3 separate regions of the Zea mays genome follow, and regions 1 and 3 are each linked to region 2. The links are chromatin contacts, called in public Hi-C maps. All regions are on one chromosome and are shown on one strand. Each heading gives the region's core, a stretch centred on a gene start, on an enhancer-like site or on the middle of the called end of the contact. The rest is flanking DNA. Distances are from core to core; before and after follow the strand shown. Region 1 holds the start of LOC103644328 (putative pentatricopeptide repeat-containing protein). Region 2 holds the start of LOC103644330 (non-specific phospholipase C2). Region 3 holds the start of LOC100285563 (ATPase).

What was found. A called contact is a pair of places that touch in the nucleus more often than the background predicts.
Region 1: a Hi-C map of ear shows a contact between it and region 2, with 5 times the contacts expected there. The contact joins the promoter of LOC103644328 here to the promoter of LOC103644330 in region 2. A contact is called at or near these places in 12 of 25 Hi-C or Micro-C datasets (bundle sheath, ear, leaf and 4 more) and 2 of 3 datasets of contacts at active chromatin or transcription factors (leaf and seedling).
Region 3: a contact with region 2 is called in a Hi-C map of leaf, with 2.6 times the contacts expected there. The contact joins the promoter of LOC100285563 here to the promoter of LOC103644330 in region 2. A contact is called at or near these places in 7 of 25 Hi-C or Micro-C datasets (bundle sheath, ear, leaf and 2 more).

Annotation. Positions count from the first base shown.
Region 1 is chr1:305,820,773-305,823,554 of Zm-B73-REFERENCE-NAM-5.0, reverse strand. It overlaps LOC103644328 (putative pentatricopeptide repeat-containing protein), which reads left to right and starts at 1,253. Exons shown (of 2, transcript XM_008667536.4): 1 at 1,253-2,782. The coding sequence starts at 1,595. LOC606472 (derlin 4) reads left to right here. Exons shown (of 6, transcript NM_001112329.2): 6 at 1-445. The coding sequence ends at 11.
Region 2 is chr1:305,959,154-305,962,375 of Zm-B73-REFERENCE-NAM-5.0, reverse strand. LOC103644330 (non-specific phospholipase C2) reads right to left here and starts at 1,554. Exons shown (of 2, transcript XM_008667541.3): 1 at 1-1,554. The coding sequence starts at 632. LOC100281132 reads left to right here and starts at 1,646. Exons shown (of 1, transcript NM_001154051.2): 1 at 1,646-2,657. The coding sequence starts at 1,714. The coding sequence ends at 2,361.
Region 3 is chr1:305,761,706-305,764,777 of Zm-B73-REFERENCE-NAM-5.0, reverse strand. It overlaps LOC100285563 (ATPase), which reads left to right and starts at 1,769. Exons shown (of 14, transcript NM_001158454.2): 1 at 1,769-1,985; 2 at 2,491-2,627; 3 at 2,716-2,849. The coding sequence starts at 1,835. LOC100275095 (hydroxyproline-rich glycoprotein family protein) reads left to right here and starts at 653. Exons shown (of 2, transcript NM_001149278.1): 1 at 653-1,090; 2 at 1,207-1,578. The coding sequence starts at 875. The coding sequence ends at 1,380.

The DNA of each region.
Region 1 (2,782 bases), core at 4-2,503, 140 kb after region 2:
AGGCTCAATGATGAATTACTTTCAGTGACCTGAGGGCCGAGGCTGTGACTGATCTGGGATGCGGCAGTTTGTATTCTCTGCGCAAATTGCGGAACTGTACAAGCCATTGTTCTTGTGTATTTATACAGGCTAGATGAGAGTTATTGTGCATAACAAAAAGATTAGTAGTATCGGAGGCGGCTAAGTTTGTCACCTGTTGGCAGGGCCCGGAGGAAAATGGATCGTGATGGGCAAACAGGCCAACCCCTGTTGCAGAAACTTGTTCATGTGACGGTTTAACATCTGACCTGCTACCCTTTCATGCATCGGTGAATTTAGTCTAGGAAACTGTTTGAAGTGGGGAAATTTGGTGCTTTGGCAGCGAGAATTTGGATGGAGCGCTGTAATTGCAGAATGGTGCAAGGAATGACTCCTAACATTGTGGACGCCTGGATGGTGTTCGTTTTCCTTCCTGATTCTGCTGTGTTCACCGATCCGGATGATCTGGTCTCCTGGAAGCAGTCTTTGTCCATTTTTCCTTCATCAGCTGCTCTTTAACCGTAAAATCGGCGTTCGTCATTTCAAGTGTTGTGACCGTATCCCTTTTCTGTTATATAAATAAAATGTTTCAGTTAGCTGTTTTATTAGTACATAGTTATTGCTATGCATTAGGCGTACACTGACTAAATCTAGACTAGAAAACATAAAGCGACTTATAATTTAGAACAAAGAAATTACTATCATTGATAATTTTAAATCTATCTATGTGGCCACGATGCGTTGCCCGTTGGTTGGCTGGCAGGCAGCTGCCAGGCGTTCGTTTTGCTATGCCTAGGCTATCTCCAACCAGAAAATTAGTTGCTACATGCCTAGGCTATCTTTAAAAAAAACGCACATTTCGAGAGGCATTTAGCTATTTGGTAGTGAACCGTGTACACTTGTGAATTTTGTTTCTCAAACAAATCACGTATATGTAAATGCATCTCTCACCTAAATAATACATATTTATCGTTTCTTAGTTTATTTTTGAACTAAAACGCGACAAATATAAAATAATGGAGGGAGTATCAATTTAAAAAATAATTTTTATTCTCTGTTGCCTCTTTCGCATGCACATTCATATATTGGAGAGGATGTGTAACTTTACATGATTTCTCTTATGTAGTGGTTTTAATCCGACTACGACTGCTGCTTTTATATTATTTTATCTCTATAGATTACAACATTAGTCAGTAGTCTGAACAGCTGCAGCAGCTGTGTCTCCAGCGCAGCCGAATGTCTCTGGTCAGAATGCGTTGCCTGGCGGCTGGCCAGTCATCCAAACAGAGCTAATCTGTAACAGGATATATGGAAATTATAGGTGAAAATTGAATTCGCTGTCACAGATACATCTTCTAGAGAAAATTTTGCATTTGACTGGATTGAATTTGATATTTGCTTTATTGAAAACAAGTCTACTTTTATGGTTTTTAGTCCTGATTTTCCTTCCATCGTAACACTTAATCGAAAAGAAGAGAAGAATCGTGTAGGTCATCCTCCAAACGTAGTACGGTAGTAGGCACTAGGCAAGGCATTCTCGACGGCCTTCACAGACCGTCTCAAACTCAAAAAAACGATGCCCTTCCCCTCCCGCCACCAGCGCCTGGCGTCGCTGACGAAGCTGCTGACCACCCACGTGAACGCCGGCCGCCACCGCGACGCGCTCGGCCTCTTCTCCCGCATGCTCTCGGCCCCCGACCTCCCGCCGCTCACCGACCCCTCCTTCGCCCACGCCTTCCCGCTCGCGCTCAAGTCCGCCACCGCGCTCCGCGTGCCCGGCGCCGCCGCCTCCTTCCACGCGCTCGCCGCCAAGTGTGGCCTGCTCTCCAGCCCCTTTCTCGCCTCCGCGCTCGTCGCGTCCTACGGAGCGCGCGTCGTCGGCGGTGCCTGCGGTGCCTCCTACGAACTCACTCGCCGCCTGTTCGACGAATTGCCCGCCCGCAACGCCGTCGTCTGGAGCGCCATGATCTCCGTCCACGTCCGGGCGGGAGACCTCGCCGCCGCGGCGTGGGCGCTTGACCACATGGACGTCCCCCCGACTGCCTCCTGCTTCAACACCGTGATAGCCGCGGTCGCCGAGTCCAGGGAACACCCAGCCCGAGCCATCGAGGTGTACCGACACATGCGAAGAGTGGGCGTCCCGCCGAGTTTCATCACGCTGCTGGCGCTCGTCCCTGCATGCACCGTGATAGGCGCATTGACTTCGATCAAGGAGGTGCACGGCTTTGCAGTGCGGCATGGCATGTGCGCGAGATCCCACATTGGCAGCTCCCTCATCGAAGCATATGGGCGCTGCGGTTCTCTTGCTGCCGCGCAGAGGGTTTTTGACCAGGTTCATGATCGGGACGTGGTTGTTTGGAGCTCTCTGGTTTCAGCCTACGCTTTCCATGGTCGTGCGGAGGTCGCAATGTCGCTTTTCCAACACATGGAGGACCAGGATGATGTTCGGCCTGACAGCATCATGTTCCTTAGCTTGATGGCGGCCTGTGCCCATTCTGGTCATGCAGATGACGCATTGCAGTATTTCGATGTGTTGACCAGGAGATATGGAGTGGAAGCTTGTGGAGACCATTATTCGTGCTTGGTGGACGTCTTGGGCCGGGCAGGACGGCTGCACCAAGCTTATGAACTTCTACGAACAATGCCAGTAAAGGTTACAGCAAAAGCCTGGGGAGCTCTTCTTGCTGCATGCAGGAAACATGGGGATGTGCGGTTGGCAGAGGTTGCCGGGAGAGCATTGTTTGAGATCGAACCAGAGAATGCA
Region 2 (3,222 bases), core at 305-2,804:
CCGAAGGAGAGGCCCTCGTCGTGGAGCGCGTCGAAGATGGTCCGCTGCGGGAGGCCAGCCACCAGCGCCCTGCTGTCGTTGCTGACGAGGCCGTGGGAGGTGGCGGAGTGCACGAACAGCCGGTTGGGCTGCGTGGACGCCGGGTTGGACGCGAACCAGCGGTCGCACACGGCGAACTCCCGCACCAGGTCCCGGTACACGGGCACGGCGTCGGGGCGGAAGCCGCTCATGACGGTGGCGGACATGCCGGGCCTCTCCTTCTCGGCCTGCTGCGCGAAGCCGGACATGGAGGGGGCGACGCCCGGCGGGGTGGCGGGCGTCGTGGCGGCGTCGACGAAGGGCGTCCCGTAGACCTGCTCGTAGATGGCCTGCATGGAGTGGCCCGGGTCCGGGTCCACGTACTCGGCGCCGTCGCTGAAGCGGACGGCGTGGGAGGCCGGGTCGGAGGCGTCCACGTGGTTGGTCTCGGCCCCCGTCACGCCGTCGATGTCCGGGTTCAGCGACTTCATCCACCCCAGCATGTGGTCGAAGGAGCGGTTCTCCTGCACCAGCACCACCACCGTCTTGATCTTATTGTTGGTCCCGGCAGCTGCCGCCGGTACTGGTACTGGTACCGGTTCCGCCGCCGCCATTGTTGCTGGACTGATGGTGGTAGCTGCTTGGTTTCTTCGTTCTTCGTCCTTGGTCGACCGATGCGAAATATATAGATAGATAGATGTGCTAGCTAGCTAGCAGTAGCAGCTCGGACGCTTGTCTGCCAAGCATGTCTTAATTAGCTTAAGAAGCTAGAACTGCAGCATGCGTGGACGTACACGCATGGCGCATCGGAGGGGAAGACGCCAACGACAGAGAGAAGAAGCGTCCGTCCAGAGTCCAGACTCTCCAGGCACATCATGCATTCATGATCTGGCTTTCATTTGGTTGCCACTCACTCCAAGGCATGCATTCGAGGCGACCGAAAGGTGAGAGGCCACCACAAGCAGCAAGCCCAACAAACAAAAACAGATGATCCACCTGCACGCAGCAGATAATCGAAGGAGAGCACCGGATCCAAATCCAACCACCGTACCAACCGTCCGTCACTTGCCTAACTGGGTACTCCATGCGTCGCCAAACCAAACCAAATACGTAAATCATGGTCTTGATCCTACCGAGAAACGCCCAGCTGGACACAACGGCGACAGCGAGTCCGGCTGACAGTATGTCCCAGTCAGTAGAATCCGATCAGGACGAAGAACAGGATCATCAATGGCAACAACGCTGTCCTTGCTTTCTTCAGCCTGGCACATCGGTCACCACTGCCGTCTGACATACTAGTTGTGATGGACCAGCAATTGTTGGTATGGGCCTGTTGGGCCCAATTGGACAGCATTTTCCACTGTGGCCCATTGCCAGATGAGGAGGTCGGATAATTTCTCCAGTCGGCAACAAACAAGGAGGGAGGAGGGGCTGTGTAGTTCCCGGGTCCCGCGGCGGAGAGAGCGGCGTCTCACCGTCCCCGGCGCGGAGACGCAATGATTTGCTTGGTGAGACGGCGTCCTCTCCTCTGACCGACTACACCTTTCCCATCTCCAAGTCTCCAATCCATCCGCTCGTATATATAAATACAAATGCAAATAAATAAACGCCCCACCAGCCCACCAAACCCATACATACCATACGCGCACCACCAGCAGCCTCGCCGAGATCTGCCTGCTACCTTCTTCTCCATCTATGGCGCCGCCGACATTGCCCCGCGCCCTTACAGTCCTCCTCCTCCTCCTCGTCCTCTTCGCCGCCACGGCGCGGTCCGAGGAGGAGACAGCCGAGCCCCCCGCATCCGCGCCTCTACCCGCCGCCGACTCGCAGCCCGCGCACTCGCCAATCTCACACCCACCTACCGCCTCCGCCTCCGCCGCCGCAGACGCGCCCTCACCGCGCAAGGCCGCGCCCGTCGCAGCCCCCTCCTCAGACGCGCCCGCCGCCGCCGACGACGACCAAGCGTACACCAAGCCCCCCTCGCCGGCACCGGCACCAGCCGCCGCCGCCGACGACGACCAAGCGCACACCAACTCCCCCTCGCCGGCACCGGCAGCCGACGGCCGAGCGTACAGCAAGTCCCCCTCGCCGGCGCCCGCCGCCGAGCAGATCAAGGCCGCCAGCGCCAGCGCCACCGCCAACGACCAGGGCGTGGTGGACGCGGACGCGGCCGCGCGCCCCCGCGGGGAAGAGATGAACGGCGGCGGCAAGGCCGGCGTGGCGCTCGGCGCCGTGGCCGCCGCCGCCGTCCTCGGCCTCGGCGCCTTCGTCTGGCGGAAGCGCCGCGCCAACATCCGCCGCGCCAGGTACGCCGACTACGCCGCGCGCCTGGAGCTCGTCTGATCCGCTTGGCTGGCGTCCCCCCTCCCTCCCCACGCTAGCTCCACGGATCGGATCGGATCGGAATATCGGATCAGGAGATGCTTCCACTGCACCGCTAGGAAGGAGAGTAGCTAGGCCGAGCCTCTGCTCATATTATATCGCTTCATTCTTTCGTGACCACGGCAATGAATAACAACAATCCACGCATACGTATATTCGTATTCATTCATACGGAGATGGAGATGGGCCATTTTTGTAAACATCGTGTACACTATAATTAATTATGTATTTGGAGAGTGCTCTATTGTTACTAGTTATTCATTTTTTTAAACGTGGTTGTTGCCGCAAGCCGTCGGTTCCATTTCCATGTGTACATACACACCTTCCAGATCTTTACGAACGCTTTCAGCATGCTGCTCACGGTCGACAAGTACAAGAGCCATAACTTTTTTTTCTTCTTCCGCCATCCGCCTGATCATTTACGCTGGCTGAGAAAACTAAGGCCCCCTTTGAACACAGGAATATAAAAACACATGAATAGAAGAAAAAAAAATACATGATTAGAGCTCGATATGAATTATAATCTTATAGGAATTGAGAATGCAAAAAAAAATCACCTATCTTTTGAATACAATGCAGGAATTTGAATAGAGATTGGATCGCTCGTTATTTTTCTTCAAAACTTGTACGAAGGAAAGCAATTTATAAAAGACTAATTTGGAAACTCTATTTTTTCAAGTGATTCCTATTTTTCCAAAAGAAATTAGCTATTTTCCCATAAGAAAATAGGAACCACTTAGAAAAATAGTAATTCGAAAAATAAAGTTTCCAAAGAATTTTAAAGAAATTCATGAGATTGAATCTTACGTTCCAAAGGCTCAC
Region 3 (3,072 bases), core at 520-3,019, 200 kb after region 2:
TTAAATCTCACCCTCTCTATATAAATACCTATATTAGAGATATATTTTGCTCTAGATTTTTTTATGTATGTATTTGGCATACTCTCAAATGCTTTATACGTAGTTTTGCTTAGTCTGTTTTTAAAAGTATGAAATTGAATATAGGAGAGGGGACAGAGAGGACGGAGGAATGTCCTCTAGAACATATAGAGAAGAGAATCTTCTCTAAATATAGGGTGATTATAGTCTACAATTTGATATCCTAGACTAAGTGGACGTTTGGTTCCTTTAGTCACCCTCCTAAACTTGTCCCTAAAAACTTATTTAAAAGAACTATTTTAGTTATCCCGTTTGGTATTTTAGGAATTAAAAGTGACTAAATTTTAGTCACTAAGGTGTTGTTTGTTCCACATATTTGTAATGTAACCGATAACGTTAAACTATGTTTGTTTAAGTTCAACTGTAATTAGATAACACACTAGAAACTAGTACCGTCATATTCAAACTTGTTACCGCTGTTAATCGGACGTGAATCATTACCATTGTCATTTAGGTTAAATTTCGTGAACCAAATGGCACCTAAAGTTTAGGATGTGGGAACTGAACACCCCTAAGCCTGCTATCCTTTCCCATCCTTGCTACAACTCTTTTGGTACATTGTTATAGAGTCCATCGTTTTCTCTGGTACCTAATAAGCATATATCCTTTGGGGACATACCTGAAACTTGTATCCAGAAGGAGTGAATGGGGTAGCTTTCTTGCCACCTTTAGAAAGTCCATTTGATTATTTTCTCTTGGACAGGACAGGCAGTGAGATGAGCTGCGTCAAGCAAGCACTGCCAGTGCCAGCAGCAGATATAAGCAGAAGGCAGGTGATGCGAATGGCCGTCCGTCCATGGCGTTGCCCATTGAGCATTCCTCAAGGCCGACCCTGGGGTTTCCCTTGGGGACGGCCCTCTTGCTCCTCGTGATCTTTGCCCTGAGTGGCATGTTCTCGTGCTGCTACCACTGGGACAAGCTCCGCTCCCTCCTCCGGTCTCGGCATCCAGGCATGTTCCAGGAGGGCACCTCCGTCGCGTCCTCGCCGAGCAAGACGACCTGTGATCACAAGGTAAATTAAACTCCCGTCCGATGCGCGCGCGCACACACACACACACTCGCTCACCTCAACATGTCTATCTTGCTGAACGGACACTTGAAAGGCTGTGTCACTGTTTCTGTTTGCAGCTGGACAGAGCGTGTGGTTTGCCCGTTATCATGCCTGGGGACAAGGTCCCCAGGTTCTTCGCGAGGCCCTGCCCTCACGAGACGTCTTTGTGTTTGCCCCAAGCTGCAGAGAAGACGGCTGGAGTTCCGTCGGAGACCAGATCATGCATGAGCCGTCCGTCAGTATCTGTATAAACACCTGCATGACGCAGTTAGCTGTTACGGTGACCGACTGTGTGTGTATATCATATGCTTTTGGTAATACAATACAAAGTGTGCAAACATTCCACTTGTGATATATACTATATACAAGATTTAGACAGTGTTAGGACTTATTCGTTTTGTTCTCAATCTATGTGTAATAGATGAGATTGAGTGAGTTTAAATTCTAAACAAGTCAAAATCTTTCATAATTTTTTTAATACCATCAACTCCATATGCCAAACAAACCTGGTGCACTGCATGCTCGTGTGGAAATAATCGTGCTTGTTGATGGGCAACCAAATGAGCCCACGGGCCCAGCTACTTCCTCTCGGCCCACGCGTTCGCGGTCAGCAAGGACGCCGCGTCACCTTCCCTCCCTGACCCGACAAACCAACGCCGCGTACTCCTCTCTACTCTCTGCCCCGCCACCAAGCTCGACCGACCGATGATCCTCAGCCGCCTGCATGTCCGTGTCACCCGCCGATCCCCCGCGTCCGCCGCCCTCCGCGATGCGGCAACGCGCGCCTTGGCCTCCGCGGGCCTCTTCCGTGGCCTCCACGGCGGCGCCTCCTCCGAGCACGGCCGCGAACCCGCAGGTAACCTCATCCTCGTCATCCTCCTCCCTGCCCGCGCGGCTGATCGGTCCCTAATTTTCATATGAGACCGGACGCCCGGGCTATAGACTAGTATGGGTTCAAGTCGCAGCTGCATTTCATGGAACTCAAATTCCCGCCACTGCTGCGTTTTTTTCATGTGCGCTTGCAATCAGATATGACATGCCACTGTTGCTCATCAGAATTAACATATAAGCTCACCAGCCCTGTGAATCCGTTCCGTGATACCTCCCCTCTGAATACATGATAAACCTGCCACCTGTCTGTGGTACTGAACATGGAAAACATGCAGCCATCTATTGTACCGAACATGCAAAAGATGCAGCCATCTATTGTACTGAACATGCAGAGGATAACGTGATAATTCACATTGCTCAAATTCATCACAACGTCAACCCCCCCCCCCCCCCCCCCCCCTCCCTCCCCAAAAAAAAAAAAACTCTTCCCTCCGATTTCGGTCTCTCATACTCTTGTGTTCTATCTGAAGGTCCTCTTACGCTCTACAGGAAGCTAGTGAGCCAAGGGAAGCTCACGCATGATAGTTACCAGGAAAATGTAGCTTCCGAATTAGACAACCTACTTAGTAGGCTTCAACGGTACGAGATGGAAATGGAGGATTATCATGTAAGCTTTCGCACCCGCTTCTTCTCACTTGTCAATAGACTCAGTACCTCGCTGCGCTTGTTCAGTAAGAAACCTATGTACTATGCAGGACAAGCTGTACTTCTGGGAGAATAGCAGGGAGAAAGAGCGGCGCAGGCTTCTTGTCGAAGAAGCTGAAGATAAGCAGCGTGGTGGTGTATGGATTGATGAGAGAAGGGGATTTCTTGACAAGTTGGTTGCACGGTAAAATGCGTATTCTCAAGTTGGCCACTATTATAGAGCTCGTTTAACATACTTATTACATGGGATATCTTATTGGCGTCACTGCGCATCTATCCCATTCCCAAATTACTTTCAGTATGGTGCTGTGAAATTCTGTTATGCTGAAACCATCCATGGATGGAGCGCTGCTGTTACTCCTCAGCTCCTGCAAGAATATTAACAGCTCAATATGCATTACAATACA